Regions from separate parts of the Anser cygnoides genome. Here region 1 is linked to region 2. Evidence: chromatin contacts called from public Hi-C data. All regions are on one chromosome and are shown on one strand. Each heading gives the region's core, a stretch centred on a gene start, on an enhancer-like site or on the middle of the called end of the contact. The rest is flanking DNA. Distances are from core to core; before and after follow the strand shown.

The links. Hi-C and Micro-C count contacts between places; a contact is called where the count stands out from the background.
Region 1: a Hi-C map of liver shows a contact between it and region 2, with 2.9 times the contacts expected there. The contact joins the promoter of LOC106044877 here to the promoter of CCND1 in region 2. A contact is called at or near these places in 2 of 7 Hi-C or Micro-C datasets (both in liver).

What each region holds. Positions count from the first base shown.
Region 1 is chr5:19,444,789-19,447,693 of Taihu_goose_T2T_genome, reverse strand. It overlaps LOC106044877 (carnitine O-palmitoyltransferase 1, liver isoform), which reads right to left and starts at 1,431. Exons shown (of 24, transcript XM_048058718.2): 1 at 1,274-1,431.
Region 2 is chr5:18,864,531-18,867,356 of Taihu_goose_T2T_genome, reverse strand. It overlaps CCND1 (cyclin D1), which reads left to right and starts at 1,296. Exons shown (of 6, transcript XM_048058807.2): 1 at 1,296-2,745.

The sequences.
Region 1 (2,905 bases), core at 182-2,681, 580 kb before region 2:
AAGGTCGCGGCGCCGAGCCCGAGCTGGCAGCCGAGGGCTGCCCCAAAGGCAGCAGCAGCGCCCTCAGCTCGGGGCACGTTCGGGTTTGCTCAGAGCTCACACGCCTCAGCTGTTGGATGTCACGGTTTTTTTTTTTTTTAACGTAGGAGTAGCGTTTTCTTGCAGGAGGATGCTCTGAAGGAGGCTGTAACACCCCAAAACGACCCCGAGCTCCCAGCGCAGCTGCTTCTTGCAGCAGGTCACGGCTCTGTCAGAGCCTTATTTCTGTGTGAGCAGGTAGTTACACTTCTGCATCAACGGAGAGCCGCGTCACTCACCTACAACATCACCTGCAATATTACAATTCGGTAATGATTAGTTGTATTGACGAATCAAGAACACATTCCCGGTGCTTACTGTACAATTCACATTGGACAGAGGACACACGACCACGTTAGACGAGCGCATAGATCCAGAAACTGAAGAGGGCAGACAGGAAAATATAATTGAGAAACCCAGCACAAAACATCTTTCCCAGTCTCACTGCTGCACTCCTACACACGTGATAAGGAAATGAGTAGTCCCCTGTACAGTAATTTCCTCTACACTGCAGAGTTTCAACACGATCGTCCTTCAAGTGCTGATAAATTGCCAGGTGAGAGGAGCAACGGGCCGCTTCTCTCCATCCTACTTTGCGCTTTTTCCTTCCCCAAAAAAGGCACCCGACGCTGCAGCCCCACCACCAGTACCACAGCCAGTATAAATAACCAAAGTCACACTTAATGCTGATTTTTCCATTGAAAACTGAAGACACGGCACAAAACATTCGCGGTGCGTAAAAACGTGGCGAGCAAACGGAGACCAAAAGCTGCTGCTAGACCTGACCTCTCCCTTCCGCAACGAGCCTATTCAGCACGCCCACCCGGCAAACCCGGGCCCCGTGAGCAAAACGCGCGCGGAATTACACCTCAAAAGCACTTTTTACGGTGACTACGGTATTTCTGTGTAAGTTTCACAGCTTTCAGCCGGGTTAGCGCACAGCCCGGTGGCGCACAGAACTTGGCACCGCGCAACCCCACCGGGGATAAAAAGCCTGGGGGGGAGGCTCTGGAGCCCAAAACAGGGGGGACCAGCCCCGGCTCCCCACGGGGCCGCGGTGTCCCCCTCACCACAACCCCGTCCCCACCGCCCCTCAGCCGCCTCCCGCTACCCACACCGGGAACACCTCAGAGGGCACGCCGGCGGCTCAGCCCCGCTTCGAGAGGCTCCCCCGGCCCAGCCGGCCGCCACCCACCTGCTGAGGGCCGCCGCCGCTCAGCGGCTGCACAAGGGGCGGCCCGGAGCCGGCCGAGCGCAGGAGACCGGCGGCGAAGCGGGGAAGCGGCGAGGGAGGGAGGGAGCGAGGGAGGGCGGCGGCCGCTCCCCTCACACGCCCCGCCGGAGCCGCGCTTGCCGCCCGCCCCGCCATTGGCTGCCTGTGGAGAAGGGGGCGGGGATTCGCCGGCAGGGCGGAGGGGCGGGAAGGGCGGCGGGAGCTGATAGGCCGGCGGTGGGGGGTGCTGGGGTGTGATTGGCGGGCAGCGCCCGGGGGGCGGGATGTGAAGGGAGGTGTTATGGCGGCCTGGGGGGGGGGGGGAATGGGGGGGTGGTGGTCTTGGGGCTGGGGTGGGTTGGGGTTGTGGGGAGCGGTGTCAGGGGGCTCACAGGGCTCCTGGGGCATGGAGGCGGCCGTGTCCGGGCGATAAAACCCCAGGGATTGTGAGGAGAGGCAGTGGGGGTGTAGAGTTGTTGGGATACGGGTGTAAATTGGGGTAACATAGCACATGGGGGACCTGTCTGTGGTGCCAAGATGGGCTCCCTGCGAGGGCGCACCAAATGCAGGGGGCTGAAGGAGGTATGCTCAGTGCTTCCCAAAAGTAATTGCAGTCTTCCGAAAATGCAAAATCATGGAAGTAATCTAAATGAAAGTGTCAGTCACGGTGCAGAATGGCATGCAAAAGTTGAAATGATTGAATTTTATGCTTGCAATGGGCTAGTCGCTTTTGGGTTTCAAGAGGTCAGAGCTTGAATATCTCAGATGCTCTGTTTGATTTCAGTATGACAGGTGCAGGAAGCCTGCTCTGTCCTTTCTGAAATGACGTCAGACTACAGTGGTGTCAACACGAAGGTTCTGAACTAGGACAATTTGGGATTTATATTCTTTCCCTTGTGGGCAGATCCACCCAACCCCACAGTCCTGCCAGCTGGAATTTCCAGGATGTGCCTGAAGGCTCCAAAGCACACAAACATATGATGAAATCCAGAAGCGTGGACACTGCACACTGAGCCTCTCCCATATCCTTAAGATCATGCAACGTCAATAAAACGAAACACTACTGGTCAGAATTTTTACCTCCAGTGTTCCATGCCTAATGATGTGATTTTAAGATGTTACTACCCCAAGAAGAAGCATAAATCCCAGAAGAAAACAAGGAGAGGAGATTTAGATCTACTAGTATTAGCAAGAGGAGGGGAAAAAAAATAAAAAATAAGTAAATCACCACAAACCCAACTATGCCCCAAAGTTCAGCAGCATCCATGTTTACATGTATTTAGCCATAACAGGTATGGCTAAAAAATATATAATGTAACTTGAAGAGTTAGAAGAAGGTAATTAATAACTTTTGTCTCTTTGGTGTATGTGTTCTACAAGAAGATTAAAAATAAAAAATCATCTGCATATTTATCATTATGCACAAAGACAACCTAAAATGCCTTGATGTTTTTTGTTGATGATTGTTTTTTCGTCCAGGTGCTTTTTACCTTTGAAATATTAAACAAGCAAAAAACACACGTTTACACATACGTAAATCTGCTTTCTCTCATTCTACCAGGAGTTTCCTCATATCTTTGTCCCCAGCCAACATGTTCATCTACACGGTAATCA
Region 2 (2,826 bases), core at 47-2,546:
GCAGGCGTCCTTCGCTCCTCAGCCTCGCTTCTCAGCCTCTGACAGAGGACGCGGAGCGGTAAGAGGCACGCTCTGCGGGTCCCCGCGGCCACCCCACCTACATCCAACAGCCTGCTCCAAGGCACTCCCACACAGGCAGACGGGCTCCCCAGCGATGGGACCGCTCCTGCAGTCAACACAAAGCCGAGAGCATCCAGCCCGCGTTCGCCGGGCACCAGGTGCTGACAGAGGCCCCTCTCCCCCTGTGCCCAAGCCGGGTGAGCGAGAACCCGCACGTCGCCGCGGGGCCGGTGCGCTGCCGGGGCGGGGGCGGCAGGGCGGGGCGGGGCGGGGCGGGGCAGGGCGGGGGGCTGCGGGGCCGAGCGCCCGGCCCCCACGGCCAGCGGCCCGTGGCACCCCGCCGGCAGGTGCGCGGGCAGGGAGGCGCGCTCCCGACAGCCCGGGGGAGAGGGGCGGGAGGCGCGTGCCCGCGGCCCGGCGGCACGCCAGGAATGCGCGCGCCCGCGGCTTCCCTTTGTCAGAGGCGGCGGCGGCGCGCGGGGCGGGGTGACGTCATGAGAAAGTGCCGGAGAGGGGCGGGGCGGGGCCGGGGAGGAGCGGGGCGGGGCGGCGGCACCGGCACCGGGAGCGGGACCGGCACCGGCACCGGCACCGGCACCGGGGCGGGAGGGAAGGGAGCGAGCGCCGCCGGCAGCCCCAGCGCGCTACCAGCGGGGCAGGGCGCTGACTGACTGACCGACTGACTGACTGACAGCCCCGGGCTCGGTCCGACGGACCGGCCCCTGGCCGTGGGCGGCCGTTGAGGGCCGTTAGGAGGCCGTTAAGAGGCCGTTAGGGCGCCGCCCCCCCCGCCCGGCGGGCAGGTAGCGGCGGGGCGGGACCCGGCCGGGCAGGTGCGGGGCGGCCCCGGGCGGGGAAGGGCCCGGGGGCCGCGGAGCCCCGCGGGGAGCCCAGCGGCGGCGCGTGCGGCGCTCGCCCCCCGGGCCGGTCCCCTTTGTGTCGGCGGGACCGGGCGGCGAGATCTGCCCGGCCCGCCCGGTAACAGCCCGGCGCCGCCATTGGCCCGTGCTAATGGGCGCTTCCTGCGGCCGCGCCGCCCCGCGCCGCGCCGGGGGCTCCCCCGGGCCCCGCGCCAACGCCGCTCCCGCCGGCCCCGGCCCCGGCCCCGCGTGTGAGCGGAGCGCCGGCTCCTGAGGGGTGGCCGGGGGGGGCTCGGCACCCACCCGCAGCGGGGCCGGGGCTGCGGGCACCTCCGGGCTGCTGCGGGGGGCAGGCAGCGGGAGCGCTCCCCGGAGGCGGCTCCTGCCGGCGCCCCCAGCCAGCCGCTCGCTCCGGAGGCGTTGGGAGCTTAAATGGGCTCCCTGAGTTGACTAAACGGGATCCCCGAGTTGTGCGTCGTGGGCAGGCTGAGTTCAGGCCTGCGACTGCAGGGTCACCACGTGCTGCTTTATTAAAAATCGAAACCTCCCCGGCCTCCGTACGCTGCGAGAGCAGAGCTGCGTGTCCCGCGTACGCAGCCAACAGCCAGGCGCGGGGGCAGGCATGGGGAGCGGCCGAGAAACCCCCCGGGTCGGCCCCACAGGCTGCCGAGCGCGAGGGGAACTGAGCTCCGTGGGCCTCGCACGCGGGCGAAGACAAAATGGAGACGAGCGGTCACGCACAGCACTGAGCTAGGACGGCGGGCAGATACTCCGTGCAGAGAGGTTACGTAAGCACGCAGCCGTGCACCAACATGCCCTGTGAGCCTTGGCACCGCTTCCCCCGAGGTCATGCACTGGAGATGCTGCGCGGCCCCGCAGCGTGCGTGCTGCAGCCGTGAGACCCCCGGCGCCGCCGCAAAGCCCGCCGGCAACGCTTCGGCGAGCGCCGTGCCGCGGGTGGGTGCCCCCAAGGTGGGATCAGCCCGGAGCTGATGTCTGTGCTCAGGGTGGGCCCACGCAAGGCAGCGTGAGCCCCCGTTGTTCATGGCCTTCCTGCTCTGCTTTGGGCCCAGCCGTTTCTCCCGCGGAGCAGCCGGGTTGGCTTCGCCTCTGGTATTTTCCAGTGGGCCCCGAGCTCCCCTATCAGCCCGTGGAAAAGCGAGGAGTAGTTTAAAGGAGGCTTTTTACCAGAAACAAAGCAAAGCGAGGCGTTCTCAGGTACAGGCAGCCCGGCGGGGCTGGGGGCCGGGAGTTATTTACGGCGGGGCCGTGCGGCCGCACGTCACGCGTGGACAGGCTGTCCTCGCCGCATGGCACGGCGCAGCACGGCACGGCGGCCCTGGTGGGCACGGGTGGCTGCTGGCACCCCCCCCCCCCCGGCTCATCTCCCCGTAGGTGCCGGGGGAAGCCCTGGCCACCATTTTGCTGCTCTGCTGGGATATTTTCTTCTGGGTGGCTGTGTGCGGTGGGGGTGGGGTGCTGAGCGCGGCCTGCCCGGCGTGCGCTGCCACTCGCCGCGGCTGAGTCGGCTATCACCGTGTCCCCTGCCACCCCCGTGCCCCTTCGGGAGGGTAAAACCTTGAAAGTGAAAGGGGAGGCGTGAAGGAAGGAAGGAAGGGCGAAGCACCGTCTTTGCAGGAGGGGGGGAGACCCCAACTCCTTTAAATTTCTGACCCGCAGCAAAATCATCGAGGGGCTGGGGAGGAGGAGAAAAAAAAAAAAAAAGAAGAATGAGGAAACAGGAGAAAGCTGTTCCCTTGGGATCGACTACAAAGGCTGCACGTCCAGGTCGGGAGCGCGTGTGTTTAAAGGACAGATATTCCAGGTACGCATCGGTGAGGGCAGGCACGATAATTGATAAGGGAGAGCGAGGCGCTGGTGCTGCCCGGCTCCCCCTCCTTGGCGC